Regions from separate parts of the Oryzias latipes genome. Here region 1 is linked to region 2. A link is a contact called in public Hi-C data. All regions are on one chromosome and are shown on one strand. The core of a region is the stretch at or near the end of the contact, and the rest is flanking DNA. Distances in the headings are between cores, read along the strand shown.

What was found. Hi-C and Micro-C count contacts between places; a contact is called where the count stands out from the background.
Region 1: a contact with region 2 is called in a Hi-C map of embryo, with 6 times the contacts expected there. The contact joins the promoter of dmxl1 here to the enhancer-like site in region 2. A contact is called at or near these places in 5 of 5 Hi-C or Micro-C datasets (embryo, fibroblasts and gastrula embryo).

Annotation. Positions count from the first base shown.
Region 1 is chr9:7,324,863-7,329,492 of ASM223467v1, forward strand. It overlaps dmxl1 (dmX-like protein 1), which reads left to right and starts at 2,063. Exons shown (of 51, transcript XM_011478945.3): 1 at 2,063-2,176; 2 at 2,272-2,426; 3 at 3,844-4,043. The coding sequence starts at 3,957.
Region 2 is chr9:7,099,017-7,103,455 of ASM223467v1, forward strand. All of the region lies in intron 5 of commd10 (COMM domain-containing protein 10), which reads left to right. Among protein-coding and RNA genes, the nearest start is that of commd10, 14 kb to the left of the region's middle. Within about 2 kb of position 2,020, at least 1 of the 8 cell types and tissues checked has an H3K27ac peak or open chromatin away from gene starts, as enhancers often do. A contact at or near this core is called in embryo, where this site is marked.

The sequences.
Region 1 (4,630 bases), core at 813-3,312, 230 kb after region 2:
CACGCATGTCAGTGCACTTACCTGTGTTCAAAATCCAGGTGCGTGAAAACAACAAATACGGAGGTTTGCACGGTTAAGTTGTAAAGCACAGTCCTTATTACCGCCGTGACCTACTTCCTGACTCAGATATCAACAGTTTTCAGCATCACTTCATGTCGACAACCATCCCCATTGCCACTGACATGTCAGCCATTTTAATTAGTCATGAAGAGTGTCTTTCCTATTTATCTCTGCACGCCTTCAATGAAGTTTGATGCCCTTAACCCCTTAGTCGACTTTACATAGACTAACATTTAAGCTATTGTAGTGGATATTGAGCTGATACATTTATGTAAATTAGGTTGTTCAACAATAAAGTTTGACAGTAACATTCTGATGTTTATCTTCCAAGAATCTTAGCAAATGTTCAATATTTCTTTATTATCACCGTTTTACAATGTTTAAAAAGTGGTAAAACTAACATATATTTATGAAGGAATGTCCAAAGGAGCACAATATACACTAAACTGTTAATAAAAGCCAGTCCACTTGGTCAGAGACAAGTCAAAGCCACTGTACAACAGCGACACCCAGTGGTTACGACTGATATACACCTACTTCAAATACAAAATCTGCATTTAAATTCACGAATGAAATTAGTAAAAAAAAAAAGATAATGTATTTAAAGGATTCACAATCTGTTCTCATAATTTATTGTCTTTTTTACAGATCTAGTGGGTTGAAGATCAGAGCTGCTGAACTCCTGAAATTGGATATTGTGCAGAAAGACAAGGAAGCAAAGTCAAACAATGTTAAAATGGAATGTGGCATTGTCAGCGTTTCACAAAACAGTACCAATACACAGTTTCTTTCTAAAATGACAACAATAATAAAAAAAACTTTTTAGCTTTTTAAAGCTTGAAGTGTAAAACTAAAGCTACATATTAAACAGTCTTTAAAGAAAAGTTTCAAACTGGTCAGGGAAGGAAACATTTAGCGTTTATGAGAAAATTCACAAATAAGGACAAAGACATCCTAAGTGGATGTTTAGTGGCCCATAAATATTTTTCCCAGCCAAAACCCAGTCAGTTTTTGTTTTGTATTTTCATGTTGCATGCTGATAAAGCATTGACAGCATTCGGGACTGAGAGACAGTGGTTGTTCATGACTTTGTCTCTTTAAGGATCAAAGGTTATTTGGGCAACATAGTAAGCAATGCCCTTACCTTTTCTCTCATTTGGATCATAGTCTCTGCCAGATACTGCAGCGTAAAGAATCATTTTTTAAAGTTCTGTTTCTGCTTTATTCTAGTTATTTTGCCTGAAAATAAACATAATAGTATTTATTGTGCAGCTAATCAGCTAAAGTAAATAATTGATTTTTATCATCCAAGCAATTAATAGAATAGTTAAATAAAATATAAAAATAAAGCGGTCAGTGATGTAAATAAAAGCATAAAATATGTTGCCTATTCTAGAAAGTATAATTTTAAAAAGGATTTGTTTCACAGCTATATTTTTTTACTTACTTTTTAAATGTTCAATTCCAAAACAATTCTTGTACAAAAAATAGTTTTTGGATGGCTAAACAATAAAAAAGAAGGGTTTATTTTATTTTATTTTATTTTTTACAAAAACTAAAGAAGAAAATAAACTGCTTCAAGAAAAATTAAATTAATTCTATCTATCTGTCCAAATTAATTCTATCGGTCCATCTATCTATCCATCTATTTATTTATTCATTTATGTGAAGATTGATTGCTTTGATTAATTTCCAATATGCCTGTTACTGCAATATATGTTAAAAGAAAATTAATCAGAGATAATTTGGTGGACCAAGCTGCTGCAAAGCTAATATGTTCAGGTAAACAACAACCTGAAAACATAAATAGGATACGTTATTAATAGTTATATCATCGTTAACAAAATATTTACTTGAGCACTGTTGATTAATTTGCTAACGTTATATTACGGAACTAGTAAATAAACCCCCAAATAAACAGAACAAAGTTTACCAAAAGTTGTTGCCAATCCATTGACCTTTCGTTGTAGTTGTTGAGCTTTCTTCTCTCGACTCCTCTGCACACATACTTCAAAGACCACAATGCATTGCGGCGACACAGTCGTTATCAGGACACATCTTCAACCTAGGGGAAAGCTTCCTCTTTAAAGGCGTTTTATTTAACCTTGTCGAGGAGGTAACCCCTTCCTTGAATTTTTTTAAGTAAAGAGTTTATTGCTTTGATAAATATTGACTTTCCGCTTTTAAATGCATTCCTTCTATCTATTACAGCTAGCTTTGAGGCTAATTTGAGCGCCCTAGTTAGAGCTATTCACTAGCTAACCTAACAGAGAGGACAACGAATCAGCAAAAGGTGGGACGATAAATTCAAGAAGAGCAGCTGACAGGAGTAACACTTATGATATGTCTCGGAGAAACACTACAAAGTAAGTAGCTAATCTGTTCGTCAAGGTTTTCCTTGTGTCAGATCGTGTTGTAGTAAGTAACAAATCATGGCTAGCTAAACTTGAATCGTAAGTTGGTGTCACACCGGGTACATGATGATGTTTAAACATTTGTTTTTAAAACGGTGGCGCTTGTTGTTTCGAGCGCTGCCAACTTTTGTCATAATACGTGGCGTTGGTTGTGTTTTAACGAGCTCGAGTGTGAAATGTTATCACGTGAGTGAGTGGCCACAACACAGGAAACAGAAGTCTTCTATTACAAAAGTCAGGTAGAAATCAGCGGCTTGAGCTCATTTTCTAGGTGTTGGTACTCGGGTGTTTTTATTTATTTATTTTTTATTGTTTTAAATAATATTTACTTTATTTATTTAAAAAAAGTTACTTCTTGTCATGGTAGCTGTTAACACAAATATGCCTAACGCTATTTGTGCTATTGTGCTTCAGACATGTGATATGGATCTAAACGGTTTTTCTGTTGGAGACTAAAAGGAGCTGGCTGGACAAAGAGTATTAAAGATGTTTTCTGGCGCAAAAAAAAAAGACATGTTGCTTAGCAACATGTCTTTTTTGGCTGTTACTTAGCAACTTGCTAAGTAACATTCATTGCTATTCCTGATTAACCCACAGACTCATCCATACCTACTGCCTGCCCCCTTTTGATAACATACGCTAAAAACCTTTTTGTTTTGCTGCTACAGAAGTAAAACTCTGTAAATGTGTATAATGTTCCCCAACAGTAGATCTAAAGTAGAAGGCTTTTTTTTTTTTTTTTACCAACACCACCTTCCTTGTATTATTATTCCTTTGAAAGCCTCCTTTTGTGTTGTTTACCAGTCTGTTCTCTCCCTATCCTGGGTGTTGCCTAGCTTTCAATGCATCCTGACCAGTTTCTGAGAAACCTGGTGTTTCACTTTTATGCAAAAGAGCTCCCACGTCTTACCTCTAAATAGATGTGACACGGCCGTGGCATGCAGCTTGATCTGCAGGCTCAAAAGAGCTTGATGCAACCATAAATTCTTTTTGGGAAGATTTTTGGACAATTTTCCATGTGTTTGGCTATCTAGGCGTCTTCAACTATAGTTGTTTTGATTGTCATCCACTAGTTGAAAAATTAATGCTGTAAAATGAGCTTTTATGAGCTCTTAATGCCTTTTTTCTTTATTGAGAAGGTATTGCTCATGGAAATTGTACATATAGGAAACATACGACAAGCATGCTTTGGTGTACCGGCAATAATGTTTGTTGGTAATGTTTGGTTATGATGATCAAATTTATTTCTTGGTTATCATCACCATTTGTAATTTCCTCATGACAGAGTCAAAATCTTCGAAAACGCACATCTGTCATTTGAAAGATGGCATTTATATATTTATTCTGTGTTTGCTTCTTTTCCCTTCAGCACATAATCCGTTGATGCAAGGGAAGATGACGGACTTCATCCCATGTTGCCCATTGAATCTCACATAACATAAAGAGATTTCAAGCATCTTCAGTGGACTATAAAGATCAACAATGAATCTTCATCAAGTCCTTACGGGGGCTGTCAACCCTGGAGACAACTGCTTCTCAGTTGGAAGTATCAACAATATGCCTTTTACGGTAAGATAGCCTAAAGACCAAATATAATTATGTTTTGATGTATTTGAAAATCATTCCCAGTGCTCTTTTAATTATGCAGTTTTTAGCCCAAATTCGAAAAACCAGTGTGGCTTTTAGGACATAGTTTATGAAGAGTGGCAGTAGTTCATTAGAAATGTATCTCAGAGTTGTGGACAGGACTACGCACTCTCCCGCTAGCTTACAGCCCCTCACACCCCCAACCTAAAATTACCAGTGTAACATAAATGGCGGGCAATATAGAAGTTATCCAGCCATATGGTTCTGAGCCAAATGCCAGTTTGGAAAATGAAAAAAAGACTTGCATAGATCTTTTTGTCTACATCTGCATGCTTTAAAAATGAGCAGAGCAGGGAATATTTTCTACATCACACCTACAAGCTTTTTCCGAGGGCATTTTTTCATCTGCTCCTGATTTACAACTATTTGAATAGAAATGCAATTTTAAGCTTAATTTTTCTGTATCATCACAAAAACGCAGCAAGAACATCTATCTATCTATGCCAAATGTTTTGTTGCCGGGGATTTTTATTTAATAAGCTGAGTGATTGTTTCTTTTCTACTCTAAT
Region 2 (4,439 bases), core at 770-3,269:
GAAAAAAACATCCAGTGTTTTGAAAAGGTCATTTAATTAGAAAGACGATTCATGTTTAAAGGCCCTCTGCAATGAAAATCCTGTTTTTGGTGTTTTTAACATCATCTTGGGGCATTTTTCTGATGATAGAGGACATCTATAAAGAAAATTAGTACAGGGGGTGGGCCACAAGCTCCCAGTCCCGAGCTCTCAGCTACAAGAAGGGGAAGGGGGGCGGGGTTGCTCTGCGCCAATCGTCCTGCCTACAACGATCAGGCAAATTTCTAGTGAACTAGAGTACTGACACTATACAGAAACTATATCCTAGAAAATAACACAGATTTATTTTTATTTAGGCTAAAACCGACATAGTGTTTATTAAAAGACCACTGGGATCGCTTTAAAAATAGATTACAAAAGATGATTGGAGTGGGTTTTTCAGCTAAATATTTAGCTTAGTCATTTTCTCCCTTTTTTTTTTAACTCAAAACTCAACAATTCAGTTTTTTGGGGATCAAAACATTACTGGAATATCTTTCAATCACAAACTCATTAAAGTCTGAAAACTACAGATTGTCGTTCCTCCAGGTCATCTTTGTCTTTTAATGGCTTTACAGAAGAGCCTCTTGTTAATGTCTTGGGTTTTTACTGGGCAGCCTGCTCTTTAAATTCTGTTAAATTCAAATGCATGACTTCCTCCAGCTTTAAATGCCTCAGTTCTTTTCTTAAAGGTCACACATTTTAATCAAACCAACAGACTGCAACACAAACTATGTTTTTGACTGGATAAAAGAGATGAGGCATTTCATTGTCTGAATGGAGATAACTCTTTAAACATCAACTTTTAGTTAAGTTGTGACTTCAAGAAATCTCAAACTGCACTCATTTTAAATTTCTCATCTGTTGAGAGTCTGTAAGCATCTTTGTAGCCCCGCTGTTAATTGCACTCATTCACACACACACATGTCTCTGAATTGTCAAGGGGATGTCATTTCTGTCAGATCAGAGAGTTGCAGCATCTTTGACTTGCATTACGCTGCTGTTCAAGTTTCTCTCTTGCGGCTCCCAAGACAAAAATCACCATTCACGGTTCCTTCCTTTCTTTTATTTAAACCTTATTCATAAGTTAAGATCTAGCTTGTTTTTATTTTCTTCAGGAGAAGTTTTGTGTCAAGCTGTCCCCAGCTATCTACATGCATACTCTGACAAAACTCCTGTTTGTGGAAACCTGCCTGTTTGGTTATCAAAGCTTTCAGACTTGAAAGGCTTTTTCTTCCTGTGATTCTAATTTACTCTCTCTGTTATGGCTTACAGCCCTGGTGCTGTAATCAGAGAAACGGAAGGTCTTTGTTCCAAAGAACATAGATTGCCCTCGACATACATTTCAAGCAATCCAAGTGAAGGGTGCACCTTTATTTGTAAATGCAGTTAGCGGAAGAATGCAGTCAACAATCCCTTTTTGACTTTTTGCAAGGAGGTTCTGTGGATAAAAGCCCTCACCTTGAGCATTGCATGATGTTTCTGTCAATCCTGCATCATGAGCAGCAGGCCAAACTTGAAAGTCAGCTCAGTGCTTTCATGATGAGTTACATAAATCCCGCTTCTTTCCTCCCACATGCTGTTGTCATGTCGACTCTGCAAACAACACATCCTGCGTATATCCAACCTGTTCATTTATCGTTTGAGGGATTACATGACCCAATCAATATATTGGAGGGTTTAGATGTAAATAGTACCATGTTCAAATCCTTCACTCAATGCCACCCACCAGCCACAAAGCACAAAAGCAGCTTTGTCTCAGTCTCTACTTGCCTTGCTCTACATGTCCCAAGATGCTTTGTTACTTTGTGTGCACATCTTTTTAAGAGTCCTCCTTTTCTCTCTCCATCTCTCTCTGTCTTTTTCTCCATCCCTCCCTTGCCCTTTCACTTTCCCACTGGTAATTTGTTTTTTTTCTCTGGTGGGATTTGGGATCCCATTCATTGGGAGCACATTGTTCGGCTCTTATCCACTGCGGCGTTTGGGCCCCGAGAGGCAGAATGGGTGACTGTGGGTGCTTTCGTCTCTTCCTCCCTCTCTCTTTCTGCCCCCATCTCTCACCAGCTCACTCCCTGCTTCTTGCCATGCGATGATGTCATGGCTTTTATTTGCTGTGGGGTACCCATTGATTCTCTCTCCTTATTACCCACTCCTCATACTTCCCACTTCTATCCTGCTTTCCTCCAATCCCCAATCCTATACCTTTTATTTTCCTCTTTTCCAGATTTTTTTACGTCTCAAAAGGCACTGGGGGTATTTGTAGATGCTTGGATGTTGTTTTGCACACCCACAGAACATGTTTGACACCTAGATAGGAATGGCATCAGGATCTCAAATCCTACCGCAATTCCTATTTACATATCATTGGTTTAATGTCTCCCTTTATTCCTGTATCACCCATTCCTGTGATTACTATTCATCCCTCACCAGGCTGCTCAGTTCAACACACAGCTTCTGCACTAATCATTAATCCGTTGATAGCATGGTGCCATTCTGCCAGAGCTTATGACGACAGTGGTAAAGGAAATCATTTCAGTTTTTTGTTGTCGTTTATTTTGGAGAAGCTGCTCTGCTTCTTGGCTGAACTGTGGGTGAGAAATCTATTTCAGTTTAGACAAGACGCACTGATTGCAGAAGCATGGAGCCAAATCACATTCATTCATTTCAGAGAAAATTGTTTGATGGGCACAAACGGCTGAAAAAAGATGTGTTTTTATCATCTGGGTTTCCATTTAAATGCTAAATACTAGTAATAATCTAGACCTAATAGAGTACAATGAACAGGTTGTATTCTCTGGGTTTTTGCTTTTTCCTTTTTTTTTGAGTCTGGGAAGTATTTTGTATGCTTACATCACAGTAGATCTAAAACAAATCAAAGGATATGAGCATCAGGCCTCTTCTGTGCTTTGAAAATCTGAATATAATGAGTGGGTTGCAGCTCAGCACAGTTGTCATTCAGCATACAATGATAGAGTGCAGAGTGCTTCCTTTTACTGTATGAACAAATTGTCAGTGTCTTACTGAAAGGCCAGTGTCTTTGAAGTTCCACTGGCATTTGAATGTTATGATAAAAAGTAGCTTCAGGATGACGCATGTTTATCTCCAAGATGGGTGTAACAGTATATAGTATAAAAGCTCGCTGTGTGTCAGTCTGAAAGTACCACAGCCAGCAGACAGCTGGATTGATTACACGCACACAAAGTTAGCACAAAAAGGACGGAAATGTGTGTTTGGTCGAACGTTTCTTGTTATGACCACGTTGGAAAGGAGCATACAGTATAAACCAACTCTGTTACCATTGTATTTTAGAATTGGAAAAGAAGTGAAACGTCTTCAATAATGAAAAATAAACCAAGTCCAGTAGATTCCTTTTTTCCCCCCTACTACTTCAGTTTGCAACAGTAAAAGCTTTATGACTAAGAAGCCTTGCTCAATTATGCGCTATTTCTTTACTGCATATGTGAAATTGACGATCTTCAAATCGGTAAAGCATTGGGAATGCCCCATAAGTTTTTAAAGACCCTCCAATGGTGTTTTTAACATGCTTCTGTGTAGGCCTGCACAATATACCGCAAATTTATCATTATCGCAATATCAAGCTGTGCAATATCCATATCGCAAAAGACAGCAAATTTGCAATAAATGGTTACCTTAGATGTGGCCAAACAATCTTATAGCAGCTTGAAGTGTTTAATGGATTGAAAGAATCCCTTTCTGCATTTGACCAATCAGATGGACCCCTTCACGTTGTCAACTAATCGGATGGCGCCCTATTATGTTGTATGTTCGCCTCCTATGTCAACAAGGGTCATTTGCAGTATAATTTTTAAGCTGTTGTAATGGAATGGGAATAATATTTTTGGTTGTTTTGCTAATTGTTTATATACCGCAAATTATATCGTTATCGCAATATTAATCACTGATATCGCATATCGCAAGTTTTCTTCATATCGTGCAGCCCTAGTTCACATCTATCCAATTGAAATCCAGCTGGAAACCAGACGGCTTTCAGCGTGTCTTTGGGTTGTGTCAAACAGCCACTACCTACATTTTGCGCTTTTTCCTGGTATGAAATGTCGTCCTTTCGTGATCCATGCGTGACATCCATAGATCAGAAGTGTTTCTGGCGTTCGTCCATGTGTGTCGAGGGTTTCGGCCGATTTACGTGAATTTAGTTTTGAGCTGTTCAGAATTTGTTCAGAATTATTTGTCTGTTCAGAATTGTACAGTTTGTATTTTCCGTAGTTTATACGCTAGGCCTGCACAATATACCGCAAATTTATCGTTATCGAGACATCAAGCTGTGCAATATGCATATCGCAATAAATGGTTACCTTAAATGTGCTAAAACAAACTCACGGCAGCTTGAAGTATTTAAAGAATCAAATAAATCCATTTATGCGTTTAACCAATCGGAAGGA